Regions from separate parts of the Mus musculus genome. Here region 2 is linked to region 1. A link is a contact called in public HiChIP or PLAC-seq data. All regions are on one chromosome and are shown on one strand. Each heading gives the region's core, a stretch centred on a gene start, on an enhancer-like site or on the middle of the called end of the contact. The rest is flanking DNA. Distances are from core to core; before and after follow the strand shown. Region 1 overlaps Tgfb1 (transforming growth factor, beta 1). Region 2 overlaps Cyp2b10 (cytochrome P450, family 2, subfamily b, polypeptide 10).

Evidence for each region. HiChIP or PLAC-seq counts read pairs in DNA pulled down with a chosen protein or histone mark.
Region 2: a FOXA1 HiChIP or PLAC-seq map of pancreatic cancer cells shows a contact between it and region 1. The contact joins two enhancer-like sites. A contact is called at or near these places in 1 of 39 promoter capture datasets (stem cell-derived epiblast-like cells), 1 of 484 Hi-C or Micro-C datasets (embryonic stem cells), 2 of 115 datasets of contacts at active chromatin or transcription factors (extraembryonic endoderm stem cells and pancreatic cancer cells) and 1 of 9 other capture datasets (pancreatic islet).

What each region holds. Positions count from the first base shown.
Region 1 is chr7:25,703,029-25,709,296 of GRCm38.p6, forward strand. It overlaps Tgfb1 (transforming growth factor, beta 1), which reads left to right. Exons shown (of 7, transcript NM_011577.2): 6 at 1,097-1,250; 7 at 1,756-2,049. The coding sequence ends at 1,914. Among named protein-coding and RNA genes, the nearest start is that of Ccdc97, 13 kb to the right of the region's middle. Within about 2 kb of position 2,988, at least 143 of the 459 cell types and tissues checked have an H3K27ac peak or open chromatin away from gene starts, as enhancers often do. A contact at or near this core is called in pancreatic cancer cells, where this site is marked.
Region 2 is chr7:25,899,736-25,906,003 of GRCm38.p6, forward strand. All of the region lies in intron 1 of Cyp2b10 (cytochrome P450, family 2, subfamily b, polypeptide 10), which reads left to right. Among named protein-coding and RNA genes, the nearest start is that of Cyp2b10, 5.2 kb to the left of the region's middle. Within about 2 kb of position 2,471, at least 38 of the 459 cell types and tissues checked have an H3K27ac peak or open chromatin away from gene starts, as enhancers often do. A contact at or near this core is called in pancreatic cancer cells, where this site is marked.

The DNA of each region.
Region 1 (6,268 bases), core at 1,738-4,237:
AACACCAAAAGCTTTATAGAAATTCAGTTTCGCCGGGCATGCCTTTAATCCCAGCACTCGGGAGGCAGAGGCAGGCGAATTTCTGAGTTCGAGGCCAGCCTGGTCTACAAAGTGAGCTCCAGGAAAACCAGGGCTATACAGAGAAACCCTGTCTCGAAAAAACCAAACCAAACCAAACCAACCAAACAACAACAACAAACAAACAAACAAACAAAAAAACCAAAAAAAAAAAAAAAGGGAAAAGAAATACAGTTTCTTGTAGTAATTGTAGTACTGAATTCCCAGGGTGGAATTTAACAATTGTTTGGAGGGAGAGTTTGGAAGGCAAGTGGAAAGGGCTGGTCAGAGGAGGCACTGTTCATTTATGTAACTGATACTGGACACCTGCTTCAAGCAAGATGGCATTTTTAGGAGTTAAAGCTCCCTGGGTGGTAGAAAGTATCTCACATAGCCCAGGCTAGCCTCAAACTCACTATGTCTCCAAGGAGGACCTGGAACTTCTAATCACCCTTGCCTGTGCCTCCCAGGTGTTGGGATCGAAAGTGTGAGCCCTCTTGCCTGGCTATGACTGGGTCTGAGGACTAGAGAGGAAGCCCATGTGGCTGTCAGGGTGGGCGAGGGAGGACACTGAGGAAAGCCAGATAGACTCATGGTGATAACAGGCATTTGACGTAAACAGGAGGAAGGAGTGAGTAGCTATGGCCTCCAAAGGCTTCCATCTGTCCTGTTTGTGCCATTCAGGAGCACCGGCCCTAGCCCCATATTCAGTAGAGGTTTGGTAAATATGTGTCCTACAAATAGGACGTGCAGGCACATGTTGGACTGTGAATTACTCCTGTGTGTTCTGTGGGGATGTGACAGGACTTATTACGTCCTCCCCGAGAGTGCTCATGGGACTGTTGCTAGCCCTGCACTGGCTCTCAAGTGCCTGCCCAGTGGGAGGTGCTTCACTGGCAGCCTGGATGGTTGTAGTGTCACTATTGTCATCACAGGCGTCCTGGAGAGCCTGAGCTGGACAGGAGGCTGAGGGCAGCCGAGGGCTGGAGCGGGCTGCAGGGTTGTCCCTGCTTCTGACCTTTGTTCCTCCTGCCTGCAGCTCCACAGAGAAGAACTGCTGTGTGCGGCAGCTGTACATTGACTTTAGGAAGGACCTGGGTTGGAAGTGGATCCACGAGCCCAAGGGCTACCATGCCAACTTCTGTCTGGGACCCTGCCCCTATATTTGGAGCCTGGACACACAGTACAGCAAGGTGGGTCTGGCTCATGGGACAGGCTGGAGCAGAGGCTGGGGTGGTAGGGAGAGAATGGGAAGCTTAGAGCAGTGGGGAGTCAGCGGGATAGGGTGACAGAGAAACGGAGAAGAGCAGGGGGGGGGTGCAGAGCAGAGCTGGAGAGATGGAAAGAAACAGATTGGGTGAGAAAGGCAAGAGAGCTAGTGATGTGGAGAGATACAGAAAAGGAGGTGGGGAGAATTGGAGATGGGAGAGTAAGTGACTGAGGCAGACAGGAAGAGGAGATAGGATGAAGAGAGAGAGAGAGAGAGGAAGAGAGAGAGAGAGAGAGGCCGAGATGGGGACAGATGAGGGACAGAGAACAATAGGGAGAGACATATATAGAAATAGACTGGGAGAGATAGGGAAACAGAGATGGAAGTTGAGGAGGCTCAGAGATAAGAGACAGAAATGTAGAGATCCTGGTGGGGAGAGAGATAGGGGGAGCCCCTGTACTCTGGCAGTGACCCCGGCCCACCCGCAGGTCCTTGCCCTCTACAACCAACACAACCCGGGCGCTTCGGCGTCACCGTGCTGCGTGCCGCAGGCTTTGGAGCCACTGCCCATCGTCTACTACGTGGGTCGCAAGCCCAAGGTGGAGCAGTTGTCCAACATGATTGTGCGCTCCTGCAAGTGCAGCTGAAGCCCCGCCCCGCCCCGCCCCTCCCGGCAGGCCCGGCCCCGCCCCCGCCCCGCCCGCAGCGCCCGGGGCTGTATTTAAGGACACCTGCACCCCCCCTCAAGCCCACCTGGGGGGCCCATTAAAGGTGACAGAGGACTGGTGGTCTCCGTGTCATTGGCCGCCGGATTGCGTCTCCCTCTTAGCTGACGCCCCTACCACATCTTGTCCCTTTCTGTGCAATCGCCTCCAGCACTCCCTAAGGAACGCCGGCTTTGATCCCAGAATTCCAGGGGGCGACGCTGAGGCCCAGGGAAAACCCTATTAGACTCAGGTATCATCTCTTTAGGCACCGTTCACAGTGCTTTATACCTCTGAGCATCCACGAGGCAATCCGGGAGAGCCTGAATTCCTGCTGGGATGAATTCATTTCTTGGATGATGAGTATATGGAAGAGCAAAAAGTGCTGATACAGTGGGTTGTGGTGGCCCCATGTGACAAGTCCCTGCATTCAGGAGACTGAGGCAGGCAGATAGATATAGCTCAGGCTAGCTCAGATATAACCAGGCTACTGGTTCAGAGTTGAGTGTGTGGTACTGAAATGCCTGCAGTGGGAAGGCAAGGGTTAGATAAGGAACTCTGGGGCTTCCGGGTTACATTAGACCCTATCCCAAAAAACCCCCAATTCACAGAATGTGGTGGCACAGGCCTTTAAGACCAGCACTCAGGAGGCTGTAGCAGATTGGTCTCTGAGTTTGAGGCCAGCCTGGTTTACAGAGCAAGTTCTGGATACACAGGACTACACATAGAAGAAACGGTCTCCAAAATACCAAAACACCAAATCAGTAGTTGGTGTTGGTGCTGACTATGTCACTGGGTGAAAGGAGCCTAGGGGGAGGGGGAGCCACAAGAAGGAAGTGGAATCAGGGAGTGTGTGTGTGTGTGTGTGTGTGTGTGTGTGTGAGAGAGAGAGAGAGAGAGAGAGAGATTCTTGGAAGACCGGAAGTGACAAGTGACAGCCATCTTGGGGTGTGCCACTGTGTGAGGAAAGAGAGCAACGTGACTGGAAGAGTCTAAGGGAAGGGTGTTGGGCGCTGAGTCAGATCCAAGTCAGCACAAGCCAGGGAATGACAACTCTCCTACATGTCAGGTGTGTGGCTGTCCTTGATCACAGCTTTCTTCCCACAGCCTGACAGAGCAGGGGCTGGCCAAGGTTGGCCCCAAGCCTCCTGCAGCCTGCAGCCTGCAGCCTGTTTCTGTAAATAAGTCCCGCTGGCTCACGGCCACACTCGCTGCTTCCTCCACATACTGTTTGGAGCCATGTACTGTTTCTGCAGCCTCGTATGCAGGGCCAGCAATATCACCTGGTCCTTCTGGAAAACCTGTGAAGATGGGTGTGGTCTGAACAGGCTGCCTGTAATTTGAACAGGAGGCAGAGGCAGGAGTATCATCACCACAAGTTCAAAGCCAGCCTGATCTACATAGCCCCCAGCCAAGCAGAGCTAAGTATATGGAAAACCCCTCAGTCCTTCCCACTCTCTCCAAAAGCTTGCTTATCCTTTTTGGGGGATCGTGTGCTCTTTACAGGAGGAAGTATTTACACACACGGAAGGTGGTTACTTCCTAAATCCACAGAACTTAGTTAGTTTAGCATCTGCACATGGATCTAAGACTGCTTTCTTGATCATATCTTGATCAGGAGTATGGGACCCCAAAAGAACTTGGGGGACACATAGCCTTACCAGATGAGCTAAAAAGCTGTATCCGAGGCCTCCATTTCTGGTAAATCACTGCGAGTTAAGTGAATGGTGAGGAACTCTGTCCTCAGTCACCCTGCCTCCTCCCTTCCTGGGGTTGAGAGAGAGAGAGAGAGAGAGAGAGAGAGAGAGAGTGCACATGCATGAGCGTATATGCATGCATGTGTCCTCAGGAAGATAAGTTACCCAGGCAAGAAAGACCGGCTGCCTGAGCCTAGCGAGTCCTGTGTTTCATCTCTTCCCATCTGCTGGGGGGAGCTTGTGAATTCTCTCCTGCTTCCTCTTTCTCAAGCCCGTTTCCTCCTTTCTCCTGTGTTTCACTTCCCCTACCCTCTGCCTTTCTCAGGCCCCCAGGGCTCCTAAACTTGCTTTCCACTCAGGGAGTGTCTGGGAGGGAGGGAGGGAGGGAGGCAGGGTGACTGAGGGCAGAGTTCCTTTGGTTTGAGGTTGACAGCACTGAGCCTGGAAGAGTGGGTCAGAGGCCTCCTAGTCTCGTCCCATCAGGGGCTGAGAGCCTCTGAGGAACAGGTTGGGGTTTGGGGCAGGACAAGAACATTTGTCATTGCCACTAGCTCTGGCCTGGCAGATACACAAACACGCAAGCAAGAACACAATCAGGATTGTAGTCATTCAAGGATTGCTGAATAGCCCCACTACCCCCAGCAGAAGCCAAAGTATGGACAGGGTCCCACAACTACACCAACACATTCACCTCTCAAGACTAGTGACATAGATTCTGACACCTGGCAGTCGACACAGACCACACATACAGACTATAAACAGTCCAGCCCTGGGCCCTCACAGGACATGACACAAGTAGAAAGTTTGATAGAAAAGGCCATCACATAAATATACATTATAGGGCCAAGCTTGCACCACATGCCAGACAGATTCACAGTGTCAAACACACCAGACACACATCACAGCATCAGAGCCCAGCTGGGAAACAGACTACTCCCCCCGGCAGTTACACAAACATCCTCCACGGGGTCATGGTCATTGCGTGACCCGCTGCAAACCCACTCATACCACACACGCCGGGGTTTCATACACGTCACAGTCCCAGCCAGACTACCAGTAGGTCACAGCTACTGTCTGACACTCTTCACACACACCCACTTGCCTGGGGAGTCCCAAGTGGCCCCACAGACCCAGACACAGTCACACCCAGGATCCCAGACTAGTAGCTCCCACGCACCCAGACACACCCCCAGGATTGCCGAGCCCTTATACCAGGCCTTCATTCCCAGAGCCTGCGGATATGACAACTGCTGGCTGTGCCCCATGTCCTGCCCACTGGTGACATAGCCCACCCACCTGCCTGTTGCTCCTAGGCAGGCCTGGTTGCTGGCAGGCCTGGGGGAGGGTAAATTGCAGGCTCAGCATCTCTGCTGCCCTGGCACTTGGGCTCGATGGGTGGCCTGACCCAGCACAGGACACATCCCTCCTACCCACCAGCATCTACCTCACACAGGACAGACAGGATACAGGGTTAGGCAGCTGGGGCACGGGGGAACTTGTGGGAGGGAGTCTGGGTTCCGCCTGGAGCCCTAGCTTCCCGTCCAACTTCCAGGGCAGGAAGCAGCCAAGGAGGCCTGCACAGGCCTTCCTGTCCCGTCCTGGACCTGCTGGGTGAGCGAGGGTGGGTAGGGTGGGAGAGGCAGGAACAAAATTTCCCCTGAAGCCTAATCTCCAGGCGCACACAGTACCAATGTGTTTTGTTTCCAGTGTGACCTTCTAGGTGTTCAGAGCAGCCCGTTCTTCCCCTCAACCCACCCCCACTGATCCCTGAGGGCTTTTGGCCTGCCTGGCTTTGTCAGTTTGGGGTGTGTGTTCAGCTCTGTGTTTGTGGCTAGCAGTGCCACATTTCTGCTGAGTGTCTGCCGCTTCACATTTCGCCTGGGCAAGCTGGAGCTCTTTCTGTGGGTTCCCGCTAGCCCTGTTTGCTATACCAGCGGGTTGCATATCTGGGATGAGTTTTGAGTCTAATTTGTTTTCTCCTGTAGAATCTTCACAGGTCCCCTGGGTATAAATTTTTGCAGTTAGTGTTGGTTTTACCTGAAACTGAGGTGTTTTATACATTTTTGTGGGTCTGTGAGTTTTTATTTATTTTTGAAAGGTGGTGTGTGTTTTGTTTCTTACCTCAGCTGTTTTTGATGCACATGTATGGTAGTTACCAGTGTTTGTGTGCCTTGCGGGTGGGTGATTTGTGAGCTATGTGTGTGCTTTTTAAGTATTTAGTTTAATGTTTTTAATGATGTATGTGAGTGCTGGTCCCAGTGGAGGTCAGGGTGGGCAGATTCCCTTTAAGCTGGAGTGACAGGTGATGGCTTACAAGACGTGGGCACTAAGAACCAAACTCAGGTCCTCTGGAAGAGCTGTAACCCCTCTTACCTGCTGAGACATCACTCCTGCGGGGCTGAAATCGGAACCAGGGTGGCCTCAGGTATGCTAGGGAACAGTCACTCTTAACAGTCACTTCTTTAGCCCCAGGGTCACATATACCCCAGGATGGCTTTGAACTTGAACTCTTTTTTTGTTTTGTTTTTTTGTTTTATAGAGACAGGGTTTCTCTGTGTAGCCCTGGCTGTCCTGGAACTCACTCTGTAGACCAGGCTGGC
Region 2 (6,268 bases), core at 1,221-3,720, 200 kb after region 1:
TTCTCCTTCTCCTTCTCCTTCTCCTTCTCCTTCTCCTTCTCCTTCTCCTTCTCCTTCTCCTTCTCCTTCTCCTTCTCCTTCTCCTTCTCCTTCTCCTTCTCCTTCTCCTTCTCCTTCTCCTTCTCCTTCTCCTTCTCCTTCTCCTTCTCCTTCTCCTTCTCCTTCTCCTTCTCCTTCTTCTTCTTCTTCTTCTTCTTCTTCTTCTTCTTCTTCTTCTTCTTCTTCTTCTTCTTCTTCTTTGAGACAGGGTTTCTCTGTGTAGCCTTGGCTGTCCTGAAACTCACTTTGTAGACCAGGCTGGCCTTGAACTCAGAGATCCGCCTGCCTCTGCCTCCCAAGTGCTGGGATTAAAGGCGTGGGCCACCATGCCCGGATGGCAGCAGCTTTTGAGACAGCCCCTGCTCCAGTTGTTTGGGACCCACATGAAGACTGAGTGACACCTCTGCTATATATGTGCAGGGAGGCCTAGGTCCAGCCTGTGCATGCTTTTTGGTTGGTGGTTCAGTCTCTGAGACCCCTCAAGGGTCTAGGTTAGTTGACTTTGTCTTCTTCCTGTGGAGTTCCTATCCCCTTTGGGGCCCTCAATCCTTCCCCCAACTTTGCTAAAAAACTCTCTACCTCCATCCAATGTTTGGCTGTGGGTCTCTGCATCTGTTTTAGTCAACTGCTGGGTGGAGTTTCTCAGATGACAGTTAAGATAGTCTCTTGTCTGCAAGCATAACACAGTATCATTAATAGTGTCAGGGATTGGTGTTTGCCCAAGGGATGGGTGTCAAGTTCGGATAGTTATTGGTTGGCCATTCCCTCAGTCTCTGCTCCATTTTAGTGACAGTGATCTTAATGTTACAATCACACAGGGCTCTTAGGGTCTAGGAAATGTGCAGTTGGAAGGAAATCAGAGCTTATACCAACTCTGATGCGATGGCCTGGTTGCCTTTCTAACTATATATTTTGAACAATAAAGAATCCCACGCTGGGCTGTTTAGCAGTAGTAGTGGCAGGATCAAAGAGTGGGGCTGCATTCCTGACACCCGTGTGCATTATTGGTGCTCAAAAAGATTGTAGGATCCTCTGGAAACGAGTTACACATTGTGAGCACCAAGTGGGTGCTGGAAACAGAACCCAGGGCCTCTGAAAGAATAGCAAATGCTTTTAAACATCAAGCTATCTTTCCAGCTCCCACCCTAATTGAGTTTTAAGATCATTGGAGGGGTTGTAATGGTTTATATAAGAGGTAGAATCTGATCAGATTCCCAAAGACTCTCCGGAGAGAGAATAAGGGAGAAAAGAAGCTGTTCCTGGGGAGCCATGAGGGGCAGATGAGGAAGGAGCAGGTCCAGGTGAACAAGAACATGATGTAATGGTGAATAAGAACATGATGTAATGGTGAACAAGAACATGATGTAATGGTGAACAAGAACATGATGCAATGGAGAAGAGGTAGATGTTGAATTTTTGGGTCATGGGGAGGAACTGGTCTGGCTGAAACCAAGAACAGAAAGAATAGAAACGGTCCACCTGAACCAGCAAGTAGAGTTCTCTGGTGCCTTTGCTTTCTGTTGTTACTACAACAAGCAAGAGGTCTTTTATAAAGTAAGAAGGTGTATGGGCCTAGAATGACGGCTCATGGGTTAAGAATGCTTGCTGCTCTTCCAGAGGATCCAGATTGACTCCCTGTGTCCGTATAGGACAGCTAACAACTGCCCGTAGCTTCAGCTCCAGAGGATCTGACATTTTCCTCTGACTTTTGGGAGTACCCACACACATGTGGCACACACACACACACACACACACACACACACACACACACACACACACTACAGTTACACAAATACAGACACACACACACACATGACAATTAAAAGGTAGTAGGTTTATTGAGTTTATAATCATGGCCATCATGGCCCATCTAAGATCATGCACTCCTCTGGTCCGACCTCTGGTGAGGAACCCTCTGCATGTGTCACAGCACAGTGATTGGAAAGGAGAGAAGAGAATCTGTCACATGCAGAAGGGGTTAACCATGTGGGGTGGCCTTGGTCTGTAACAATCAATTCTCTAAGCATCCAGCCCTCTCTGCTTGCCCAGTGTTAAGGTATTCTGTGGATCTGCCCTGAAGACCCAATGCCTCTCACTAGGCTCCAGCACTTGAAGGCTTAACCACCTCTCAACACAACCACTTTGGGGACTAACCTCCAGCATGTGAACACATGGAGGGCACTTAAACCATGTTCAAGGTATAGTACATGGAGCAGGCAAGAAGAGAAGGGCAGCTGGTCCAGACAGGTGGTTCTGGATGCCAAGTGATGGTGATGTCCCAGGAACCCCAGGAGAAACCAGCTTGGTTGTCTTAAGTGTGTTGAGGCTGAGCCAACAGCCTGACTCAAGTGCAGCGTCATGAGATCTAGCTCAATTCCAAACTGCTTGTTTTTGCTCATGTGCTTGTGGGCCTGGGTTTTCTGATATGCAATCTGGAATGTTCTCAGGAAGTTTCAGCTGTGACTCAAGAAACCGACAGCTACTCTTCCAGGAGGCTGTGTTGCTGAATGTGATCATGTAGGCTTTTTATCAAGCATACATTACTGAGAATGATTTTGTAAGCATGATGAAATTCTGTTGGTCAGGAGTCGAGAAACAAGCCTAAGCTTTGGCTTCCAGCCACTGCCAACATTTGCACTAAAAACATTCAACTAAAAATATTTGCCTTTCTAAGGCTTTACGTCCTTCTGAAACTCAAGTACCATTTTATTAGGATTTGAGAGGCAAACACCAAAGCACACAAGTTGTGAATCTTGGCAGCTGCCAGAGGAGGAAGTCGGCGATGAGGAGGAGGGGACTCCGTGCTGTTTGTAGGCTGCCACACAGTGAGAGAGTGTGTGAAGGAGGCATAGCTTCAGAGGAGAGGAGAACAGGCGCAGAGTCAAGGAAAGCAGACCCAGCATTTGGTAGAGATCCAGAAGAAAAAGATAAGAAAGATAAGAAAGAGTGATGACTTCTCTGAGGGAGGGCTGGAAAAGCTGCTGATGGAAGTTCTGCATGTGGCTACATGAAGGGCAGGGCTTCTGGGAAAGATAAACACACTCTCAGCAAAGGGATGAGTATTCCTATCATCTCTTATGGTTTAGGTGAGTCAGTCTTCCCAGGGCTTGGCTAGGTGATCAATAGCCAGCTTAATTAACTCTTAAGAGAGGAGTCAAATCTTTGGAGCAGGCAAGAATATCATGTTTCCACTCACGACTAGAGAGAGGAGAGAGGAGGGAGGGGGTAGGAGGGAAGAGGGAGAAGGGAGGAAGGAGCCTATTCTAAACTGCTTTTAAGGCTCCTTAACATTATCTTCTCAAGAATGGGAACTCTCATATAATTTCCAAAACGGCTGCAATTTGGTGATAGATCATTTCCGAAGCTGTTCAGTGGGAACGCGTGTCTGGACTTAGGTTTCAGTCACACGTAATTCCAGATAGAAGTGCTTCTTTTGAAAACATAAGAAGAAACTGTGCGGTGGTGGTGGAGAGCTGGCTCAGCAGCACTGGCCGTTCCTCTCAGGTCCTGGTTTTGATTCTCAGGAACCAAATAAACTGCTCATAACCACCTGCAACTCCAGTTGCAGGGTATTCGATGCCCTCTTCTGTCCTCTGTGAGTACTGCATGCATGTGGCGCGCGCGCGCGCGCGCGTGCACACACACACACACACACACACACACACACACACACACACGAAGACAAAGCACCCACACATGCAAAATAAGCAAAATCAAAGAATGAGGAGGAGGAGGAATGGGAGGAGGAGGAGGAAAGGGAGGAGGAGGAAGAGGAGGAGAAGAAGGAGGAGGAGGAGAAAGAGGAGGAGGAGGAAGAGGAGGAGGAGGAAGAGGAGAAGGAGGAGGAGGAAAAATAGGAGGAGGAAGAGAAAGAGGAGGAGAAAGTAATAACTAGAACATTTTCTGGCATTCCTGACTTCCAGTGAAGACACTCCTCAGACTCTTGCATTCAGGGTTCTCTCCCCAGGGTAACTAGTTTCTTTATCCTGTCTCATCACTCTGTCATTAATGAATGTGAGTGGTCACTTACCTGGCATTTTTCTGTTGGGTGGGGTCATTAAGTGTGACAGGGGCCCTGAAAATGAATCAGTGGTTTTAACAATCAAGTGCAGGGAGGAAAACAAGGTCTTGACTGAAGTCTGGGTAGAGACATGATGGAGAAGAGGCAAGAGAGGAGTGGGGAAAAGAGAAATTGGAGACCTTAGGGAAGAGGCGGTGATCCCATGCTGCTGGGAGCAGGCGTGAGCATAGGTACTCATTACAAGCCCTAGGCAGAGAATCAGGGAAAGCCAGAACAAATAGCATTTTAAAATGTACAAACTAGAGTTTGTTAGGAACACTGGCTGCTCTTCTGGAGGACCCAGGTTGAATTCCCAGCACACACACACACACACACACACACACACACACACACACACACACACACACATCTCAAGCTGTCTCTAATTCCAGTCTCAGTGGGACTATGGCTCCCTCTTCTGGTCTCTGAGGGCACTGCACTCATGTGGTATATTTACATACACGCAGGCTCAATACTCACACACATAAAGTCCATTATACACCCGTGGTAGGCTCACAAGAACATGAATCCCTGTCTGCTCGTTGGATGCCTCATTAGGCTTTTAAGTCTGGCTCTTGAGGCTTGATTCAAGAGTGGTGAGCCTGGGATCCATTTTCAGTGCCTGGGGTTCCTCTCAGGTGGCTCCTAAGGTCCCGCAGTGTAGTCACCTTTTTATTTATTTTTTCCCTCAGAGGATTTTCTTTAGAGTTTCATTTAGGTCATCAGGGGAAACCCACTGCTACCATGGAAACTGGTGTTAGAAACAAATGCAGAAGGAATCTGAGGGCAATCTTACTAGAGTTTGAGGTTTAAAACACTAAGGGTAGGCACGTGGTATATCTTGGCGGCTTCCGGAAGTGGAAGAAGGGAGCGAGAAATAGAGGAATCTATGCTATTTGCAAGCAGCTGCGTGGTGAGAAACAAGTGGGGGAGCTTCGGAAAAAGAGAGGGAAAAACTCAGTGCTGGAAAACACATGCTCAGCCTTTGGCCAGCGTCTGAAACAACATGTGATAGAAGGGACGTTTCAGAGTCCCCGAGGTTAGAGGCACCACAGTGATGCCCGATGGAAGTTCTGCAGGTGCTTCCTAGAATTAGAAGGAAATTGAAATTAATTATTGATATGTTATTTCTCCACTGGTGAAATGAGCCAATGCAAGCCAGATTAGGTTATATTAAAGGCAGGTTTATTGGGACGTTGCCCTGGGGTGGGGGTCCAAGGATGGAGGCTGGGAAGTTGCCATTGGGAGGGGTGGGGAGAACAAAAAGAGTGAAAGAAAGTGCCCACAGAAAGAGGAGAAGAGAGACAGGAGAGAGGGGAGAGGGGCAAGGGGAGGGGGGAGGAGAGAGGGGGGAGGAGGGAGGAGGGAGGGGGAGGGGGAAAGAGAACACAATATCTAGATTATATAGGGAGGAGCTTCTTTTGAGAGAAGGGCAGCCCAGATGCTGGACTGGAAAATTCAGGGTTGGGACCAGAGTATGCCAGGTAGGGACTGAGGGATGCTGGGAGAACCTGGAGGCCAGGTGGAATTTGATATGTAAAATATGCACCTTAGTACTTTGTTGCTGGCTCTGAAACAATTATTATTATTATTATTATTATTATTATTATTATTATTATTCCACTTGTTTACATCTCAAATGATATCCCACTTTTTGGTTAACCCCTCCGCAGACCCCCATCCCATGATATTCCACTTCCACAGACCCCCATCCCATGATATTCCACTTCCCGGTTACCCCCTCCACCAACCTCCATCCCACATCTGTCCTTCCTGTTCCCCCACCCACCCACATTCTCCTGTCCCACCGTTCCAGCATCCCCTTACTCTGGGGCATCAAACCTCCCCAGGACCAAGGGCCTCCCCTCCCGTTGCTGTCAGGCAAGGCCATCCTCTGCTACATATGTATCTGGAACCATGGATTCCTCCAGTACACTCCTGGGTTGGTGGTCTAGACGCAGGGAGAACTGGGTGATCAGGCCAGCCTCTGTTGTTCTCCCAATGAAGTTGCAACCCCTATCCGCTCCTCCAGTCCTTCTGTCAGCTCCCCCACCAGGTTCCCTGAGCTCAGTCTGATGGTTGGCTTCAAGCACCCACATCTTCATTGGTCAGTTGTTGGCCGGACCTTCCCAGGAACCGGCACACTTGCTTTCTGTCAGCAAGCGCCTC